2 separate regions of the Sus scrofa genome follow, and region 2 is linked to region 1. The links are chromatin contacts, called in public HiChIP or PLAC-seq maps. All regions are on one chromosome and are shown on one strand. The core of a region is the stretch at or near the end of the contact, and the rest is flanking DNA. Distances in the headings are between cores, read along the strand shown.

Evidence for each region. HiChIP or PLAC-seq counts read pairs in DNA pulled down with a chosen protein or histone mark.
Region 2: an H3K27ac HiChIP or PLAC-seq map of skeletal muscle shows a contact between it and region 1. The contact joins two enhancer-like sites. A contact is called at or near these places in 1 of 47 Hi-C or Micro-C datasets (embryonic fibroblasts) and 1 of 2 datasets of contacts at active chromatin or transcription factors (skeletal muscle).

What each region holds. Positions count from the first base shown.
Region 1 is chr3:86,640,994-86,645,104 of Sscrofa11.1, reverse strand. It overlaps SPTBN1 (spectrin beta chain, non-erythrocytic 1), which reads left to right. Exons shown (of 36, transcript XM_021088218.1): 4 at 1,136-1,309. Among named protein-coding and RNA genes, the nearest start is that of EML6, 110 kb to the right of the region's middle. Within about 2 kb of position 1,669, at least 13 of the 83 cell types and tissues checked have an H3K27ac peak or open chromatin away from gene starts, as enhancers often do. A contact at or near this core is called in skeletal muscle, where this site is marked.
Region 2 is chr3:86,743,572-86,747,895 of Sscrofa11.1, reverse strand. All of the region lies in intron 1 of SPTBN1 (spectrin beta chain, non-erythrocytic 1), which reads left to right. Among named protein-coding and RNA genes, the nearest start is that of SPTBN1, 39 kb to the left of the region's middle. Within about 2 kb of position 1,820, at least 26 of the 83 cell types and tissues checked have an H3K27ac peak or open chromatin away from gene starts, as enhancers often do. A contact at or near this core is called in skeletal muscle, where this site is marked.

The DNA of each region.
Region 1 (4,111 bases), core at 420-2,919:
CTGGAGAGAGGGCCAAGGAGGTCAAGCGGCAGCCCGGCCAAGAACATCCTCTGGCTAGCAGGGTGTGTGCAGCCTGGTGGCAGCTTGGTGGCAGCCTGGTGGAGGCGTGAGATCAGCCTGAGGTGGAAGAGTGAGATCTGCTAGAGTGGGTGTGTGGAGCAGTAGCGAGGACGATGGGAAGGACGGAGCCATGCGCTGGAGGCACCAGCTTGCTCTTGACACAGGAGACATTAGAGAACCATTGAAAATTTCACGTGTGTGTGTATCTATCTTGATTTGTAGCTTTATTTATGTAAAAGGTTCACCTTCAAAGGGCCTTTTTTGGATTTTGATATACCTGTGTAAAAGATATTTGGGAAGTTCCTGTTGTGGCTCAGTGTAATGAACCTGACCAGGATCTGGCGTTGCTGTGAGCTGTGGTGTAGGCCATAGGTGTGGCTCGGATCCTTTGTGGCTATGGCTGTGGTATAGGCCGGCAACTCTAGCTCTGATTCGACCCCTAGCTTGGGAACTTCCCCATGCCGTGGGTACAGCCCTAAAAAGCAAAAAAAAAAAAAAATTGGGGTAGTTCAAATTAATCTCACATTTTGTTCCTTTATCCCTTCTTTTCAGTAAATTACTCTTATGCAACTCCCTCCCCACCATCCTCATAAAACCATCACTTGGAAATTCTCCTGATTTGGTGGAGTGTACCTGCTTTGTCATTTTGAGGCAACCTTAGGAAACAACCCAAGCCAACAGGTGGCAAACCTATTTTTACTTTTAAAGCAGCCAGAAAATTCTCAGAGGTGTTTTGCCATGCACCTGCAAAAATTACACAGATGGCAGTAGTAGCTCTGAAATTCTTTATGGAAATTGGGTTGCTTTTTCTCTAAACTTCCAGCTTTTATGCTCATTTGTAAATTGTGTAGCTTCCATGATTAAACAAACCTCTGAAGAGTGATGGGTGATCAACCCTTAAGTAAACTTTTCTAAGGTTGTTAGATAAATGCTGTCTTTGGACTGATTGTTATCGTTTTGGTTTGGGTGGGAGAGTGCTGATGAATGGCCACGTGTGAACTCTGGGCGGTAGCTCTCAGCCTCATTCTGCCCTGTTGGATGACCTGTTTTCCACCTTCTGCTCATCTGATTATAGCCCAAACCCACCAAGGGACGAATGCGCATCCACTGTCTGGAGAATGTGGACAAAGCCCTTCAGTTCCTGAAGGAGCAGAGAGTCCATCTGGAGAACATGGGGTCCCATGACATCGTGGATGGGAACCACCGGCTGACCCTCGGCCTCATCTGGACCATCATCCTGCGGTTCCAGGTAAGGAACTGATCATCTTTATGAAACTGGCCTCCCCACTCCAGAGGGACCAGGAACACCAGGCCGAAGTGGCACCTCAGAGTCAGATGTGTGGAGCTGTGTGTCACATTTGGCTGTCCCGTAGGCATGCCGCAGCTACCATGTCCTTCCTCAGTTTTCCTAGCCCCTTAAAGTCTTGAACCTGCTGTCATATTTTGAGGGGGTTTCTGGACTATGTCCCAGCCCACCACCTCACTGGTACTTGCTCTAAATGTGGTATCTGCGGCTCCGCTCTCAGGAGCAGAGGTGTAAGGATGTGGTTGGTGCTCGGTTACTACAACTGAATAGTCTAAACTTTGCAAGACTGTGACATGCATCATAGAATATTTTTAGGAGAAGCAGCTTAGAACTATGACACATGTGTGGGCTCTGTTTCTACCTTCTCATTCTCCTTTAGTTATGAGGAAGCAGTTTCCAGAGGGAATGTGCAAAAGCCTTATGCTCTTTTTGAATTGATGACCATTTTATGGGTTTGTTATACCCAAAGGGAAGGTTCTAAGTATAGAAATAGTCTAAGCCAGAAGGTGCTCTGAAGGTCACTCTGTCCAGTTCCTTTGCTTTATGAGGGAAGGGAGGAGCCTTGTCACACAGCCAGTGGAGGCTGCCACATGCTTCCAGCCCCTTAGGAGAAAGCTCAGCCTTTCCTGTCTGGGAAGCATCTCCAGCTTAGTCACTGGTTCTTTCTCCAGGCTATTTCTTCGTGCTCCTACTTTTCAGTTAAAATCTGAAATGCAGAAAACACTTGTCACACAGCATCAGGTTCCTCTGCAAACAGAAGTCCTAGCCGTCCTGTCTCCTGGGTGGCTGTAGGCTCTGTGCCTTCCTTTCCCGCTTCTTTTGATGCAGTCTGATTTTTTTTTTTCTGGGTAAATAAAGATCTCACCAAAAAAGGGCAAAAACAGAAATCCACTTATAGCTTTTTTTGTATTCTTACTAAAACTCTGAAATCAACCTCGAACTAGTTGTTTTCCTTCTTGCCTCCCGCGGCCCGGGGCTCTCACTTTGTGTTCTGGGTGGGTATGTGGAATGGTAGGAACAAAGACAGTCCCTGAATGGCTGGGTTCTAAGCTTTGATTCAACTTCTGACTCCTTGGGAAAGCTTTTCACAAATTCAGGTTCCCTGCTCTCAGCCCCAGCGCTTGTAATTAAGTAGCTCCGAGGCAGGAACCGCTGAAGATGACATCAATAATGGAGTTAATTGCATCCATCAACAACTTTATTTTGCAAACAGAACTCTTGTGCAGGTTTTTGCCATTTAGTTCCTGAATAATTTGAAAATGGACCGAATACCATTAAATCATTAATCACTGCCCTTGGCCTTAGGCCAACAGAGGTGGACCGAGCAGGACCTTCTTTGAGCCTCGCCTCTGTGCTGTAGGGTAAAAAGTTCTATTTTTCTTGCCTTTGGCCTGTAGTAATCAGAGCGTGGAAGGCATCCTGACGGGTCTCTCTCAACAGCAGACTGGTGCCCTTGGCTGAGAGCTGGCGCACACGGCCCTTTCCAGGATTCTGGGCATGAGTTGGGTTGAGTCATTGACTAATTAGTTTCCTGCCAGCTTGCCTTTTTCTGCGCTTGAACCTGTAAATGCTGATTTGTACTTTCTCCCTTTTCTTGGAGGCCAGAAATCCAGGCTGATGTCACTGCATGGCCTGCAGGGTTGGCATTTGATGTGATCCTGCCTTCCCCAGCAGCTTTCTTTTTTTTTTTTTTTTTTTTTTTTTTCTTTTTGCCTTTTCTATGCCCTCTCTCGTGGCATATGGAGATTCCCAGGCTAGGGGTCTAATCGGAGCTGTAGCCACCGGCCTACACCAGGGCCACAGCAACTCGGAATCTGAGCTGCGTCTGCGACCTACACCACAGCTCACAGCAATGCTGGATCGTTAACCCACTGAGCAAGGCCAGGGATTGAACCCGCAACCTCATGGCTCCTAGTCGGATTCGTTAACCACTGAGCCATGACAGGAACTCCCTCCTCCAGCAGCTTTATCATATTGTACCCCCCTTCCACAAACACGTATTGATTCTATACCAGACCAGGCCCAGCTTATGTTCTGCCTCCTCTGTAAAGCTTCCTCAGGTATCTACAAAGATCTTGCTCCCCAGCTCCTGAGTGTGTAATAATCTCATGTTATCATTTCCCGTGTGTGTGTGTGTGTGTGTGTGTGCGCGCGCGCGCGAACACGCGTCCTGAGACGTGGTCTGCCCTGATGGGTGTAGCAGGTGTCATTAAATGCCATTGATGGAGTTTTTGTAGTGGCTCATCGGTTAATGAGCCCAACTAGGATCCATAAGGATGCTGGTTTGATCTCTGGCCTCGCTCAGTGGGTTGAGGATCCGGCGTTGGCGTGAACTGTGGTGTAGGTCACAGTTGTGGCTAGCAGCTGGCATTGCTGAGGCTGTGGTGTAGGCTGGGCAGCTGTAGCTTCGACTGGACCCCTAGCCTGGGAACCTCCATATGCTGTGGGTGTGGCCCTAAAAAGCAATAAATAATGAATGAAAATAAATAAATAAATACCATTGATAAATGACAGGTTTATGCTGCTTCCCCTCTAAAAGAGAGTAAAACGTGGTAGGAGAAACAGAAATGAAAATCTTTAAGTTTTCCTAGTCCACATAGGCAGCCGTCTTCATTTCAGAAGGTAAACATTGTTTCTTAATGAGCAAGTCTGGAAACAGACTCCCGACACACAGAAGCATAGGAAAGCTGACAGGGATTATTGTAAAATTCCACCTGCCTTTCCTGGTGAGTCAGTTTCTTACCC
Region 2 (4,324 bases), core at 571-3,070, 100 kb before region 1:
TTGTGCCTGTTCCTGGTCAGCTGGCTGGGATTTGAGCTTGCATCATCTGACTACTTGCTGACGTTGCCTTTGCACCTGTGGGCCAGGTGTGTCCTGAGGCGCTCACTGCCGCTCCAGAAGCCTTGATGTGAGATCATCACTTGTTTTCTTCTGCAAAGGATTGCTCTTTCAATTCTCAGATGATGATGCTGATTCTTCTATTCTGAGTCGTCTTTATAAAAGAGTGACAGTTTCAGATAGGCAATTTAAAAAAATGTTTATCCCTTAACTAAATAAAAGTTAGAAACCTGTGTTTGTCCTTCTAGTTTTTTTGTTTTTTTTAACTTTACAGGTTCGTGAGATTGAAAAGCCTGTGCTGGACCATTTGGTTGATAGAAACCTTTAAAGAAGATGTCATAAGCCCCAACATTTACGAAGTACTGAAAGTGAGAGGCTTTTGAGCCATAATTGATTTGACAAGAAATGGAGGAACAGGACTGGTTGTGGCCTGTCCATGTGCTTTCTGCACTTGCTGAAAAGCAGGGAGGGGGGGAAGAGGAGGAGAATGTCCACCAGTCTGCTTTACATATGAAAAGTATTAAAATGTCAGTATAGCCCAGCCACTGACATAAGAAAAAATTGTTTAACAGTAAGGCTCTAAACGATGTCCTAAAAACACGTTTGTAATTATCTAATTAAAGTAATAAAGGCTACAGGTAATACAAGTAATATGGGAGGCAAGGCATTTTCTGGCAGATAAAGCTTCAGAAACTTGCACATCTGCACACGATTATGAAGCCCCTGTTGTTACTTCGCTTTCTCCCTTCCTTAGCCCACATTTCTCACTATGAACTAATAGTACATAATAATAAAACCCTGGATGTCAGCCAACACAGAGTTCTGGCTAACTTTTAGAGTGTTTGTGAAAGTCGAAAAAGCAATGCAGCTGTTGTACTGGGTACTTTCCAACAGAGGATATGTTTTCCAGATGAAAGCGCAAATAGTAATTGAAATGTAATCAGTATTTTTGGCGTTTTGGAATTAGAATTCTTTACACTTTTTGTGATGTTAATTGTTCATTTCTTAGGACTTGTTTTATGTTTTTTTTCTGTGGTCTGTAATCGACTGAAAGTGCAGGGAATGAACAAGTTTAAGCAGCTTTTCATTCTTTGTTTTGAAAAGAAAAACAATGGCAAGCAGTCTCATTTGTTGGCGGGAGACTTATTTAAAATAACCAAAACATTTTCGTTTAAGATAGTTTATTGTGAAACTTGTTTCAGGCAACAGAGGAAGAGAAAATATAAATCCCAAATACAGTGTCCAAATTTTAGAGCTGACTGGAAACTTGGAGATCGTTCAGGTGGGCTGCAGCCCCAGTGCTCATCAAGCGTCCTCAGGGCTCAGGGCCGGGGTGGCTTTGAGAGCCCCGCCCTACTCAGCGATGAACTCACATCCCCATCCACCACCCTGTAGGGGGAGAGGCGCAGATGATTTCATTGATATTTGGGACTTTGGAACTTTTTTGTTTGGTTTAAATGAGAAGGGGCTCTACTGGATCAGTCGTTTTCAACCCTTAGTTTTAAAGCACCTGCTGCCCATCCACACCTGAGGCTAATTAAATCACAGACTCACGAAAAGTGATGGAGATGTGTGCCCAGGGCTGGGAACCGCTGTTCTGGTCCCATCCTCTCTCTTTACAGACCAGGAAACTGAGGCCCTGAGCCTTTCAATGACTTGTACCAAGGCCTCCCCTGGGACTGACCTGAATGTGAGGTTATCGGTTTCTGGAAGGGATGTCAGAGTCTCTGATTGCAGAACTCTGGTGTTCTCACCGGAGGCCAGTGGACTGTCCCTCCCAGAGCCAGGCCAGGAGGTTGCTGAGCCTACGACCCAGTGACGGGGATGGAGCATTGAGCTCCCTCGCCTTTCAGCCAAGTAAACACCAGCTGCTGTTTCCCACTAAAGCTATTGTATTCCTCAGTGAGAGAGAAGATAAAAACTGCCTCAGGTGCGCCTGCCCCGCCCCAAACAAATAGGTTTGTAATTAGCTAAATGAGATGGCAGCTTCCAGACCGCTTGCCATTTATCACCAAAGAGGCTTTTGAATAGCTGGTCCCCTCCTGCATATCTTAGACACTTATTTCTCCCCTTTTAGGGAACAGTGCATATTAAGTAGGCACGGTGTTTGGTGTAATTGACAATTGCTAATGCTCTGTATATCCATTAAGGATAATTTGAGCCAATTAAGGGCTGACTTAGCAGGACAGCCAGGTGCAGGTCTGAGGTATCCAGAAAGAGGGGCTGGGCTGCATGTGTTCTCAAGTGGCTGTTTCCAGCCCTTCTTGTATCCGAGCCTTGTCTCCGCTGCCCAACAGGTTGGAGCTGCAGCTGTCTGCTGGCCAGTGGGCCTGGGGGTGGTAACCCGCTTGGCCCCCTTCCCACACTGGACACCCCACCTGGGGGATGAGGCCCCTAAGAGAGCTCACAAAGGAGGGGGCCTGGGAGTTGTGAGAGGAGAGGAAGCAAGTTACATGCACAGAGACTTCTCCTGAGAAAGGTTTGATCACATTTTGATACGTATTCCACAGCTCCTTGAAAATTTGTGCTGCAGGTGATGATTAGCACATTTCGGAACATTTGATAGAAAAACATTTGCATTGTAAAGCAAGACTGGATTAAAAGGCTTTGGCTCATTTCCTGATCTGCTGCTTATTCTTGTAACATGACAGCGTCTTTTTCCAAATGTGAAACTCTGAGAAATGGAGAAAATGAAGAAAAGAAAACTGTGTATTTCTTCCCAGGATGTCAATTTGAGAATTCCCTCAGCGTTTATTTCAAATACGAGCCTCTGAAATGACCCTCCACCTACATCCCACCGAGGAAGACTGCGACTGTGATGAGGAAGCCCATGATTTTCTGCTTTCTGGCCCCAAAGGCATCACCCTTGCTATCCTCTGGAAGCTGGTGGTGAAGGCTAATTACTCTTGTCAGGAGCTGGTTACAAGGACCTGAGTGCAGGGATGGGCAGGTGCATCACTAGGGTGCCATGGGCTGGTCAGGCTGACCGAGTGGTCTGGTTTAACTGCCCACTCCTGCTCTGAAGATGTGGATTGCTTCAGAGAGGCTGCTGCGGACATTGCTATATATTCCTGGCAACAGAGGCCCAGCAGAGATGGAAGATACTTCCTGCCATTTAGAGGAAGTGAAATAAGAGTTCCTGTTGCGACCCAGTGGGTTAAGAATCTGACATAGTGTCCTTGAGGAGGAAAGTTTGACTCCTGGCCCCACTCAGTGGGTTAAGGACCTGATGTTGCCACAAGCTGCAGCTCGGATCCAGTGTTATTGTGGCTGTGGCCTATAGGCCTCAGCTCCAGGTCTGATCCACCCCCTAGCCTGAGAACTTCCCTATGCAGCAGGTGAGGCCCTAAAAAGAAAAAAAAAGAAAAAAAATAGAAGAAATGAGATAAATATTCACTTCAGAGAATACAGTTTGAGACCAGCATGTGTAAGCTGATGACAGCCCCCCTGCCCACTTTGCCTACATGGTTCTGGATATAAAGATTAAGGGACTTTGCCTGAAGTCAGAGATGTGTTAATGAAAAATCTATCTCAATGCAAAACCAAGGGCAAGCTCTGGCTTTGCTGGGTTTTTTATTTCTTTCTGGAATGTACAGGGAAAGCCAAGGGAAGGGGCCCCTCATCCCTCGCTTGTAAAGCCTGTTGAGCAGGTTAGCAGGCGCTTTCTGAAACTTGTTGAGGGAGGTTGCTGGCAAGGGTGTGAGTGGAGAGCAGTTGAGTTGAAGAGAGCCGGCGCTTGTTAGCTGGGCCCTCATTCAGAGTTGAGAGGGAGCTCTGCACAGACTCCTGAGCTCACACAGCAGCCACTTCACCGCTGAGGAGAATGCACATGATGTCACTGCATGTTCCCTCTGTGGTCATGAGAAGAAGAGAGCCGAGCCTCCCTGCCTGTGTGGGAGCCTTTCCTGCACAGCAGTGACTCTGGATTTTGCACAAAGAGGGGTTTCAACAACTGGGTACATTCTTAGTCTTCTGGGAGTGATCCCTGAGTTTTGGGTTTTTTTGTTTTGTTTTGTTTGTTTTTTTTATCCCTGAGTTTTTTGTTTTTGTTTTTTGTTTTTTTTTTTAATCCTTTTGCCATGTGGAGCTTACTCTACTGAGTTTAATTTAAAAAGAGACATCGGAGTTCCCGTCGTGGCGCAGTGGTTAACGAATCCGACTAGGAACCATGAGGTTGCGGGTTCGGTCCCTGCCCTTGCTCAGTGGGTTAACGATCCGGCGTTGCCATGAGCTGTGGTGTAGGTTGCAGACGCGGCTCGGATCCTGC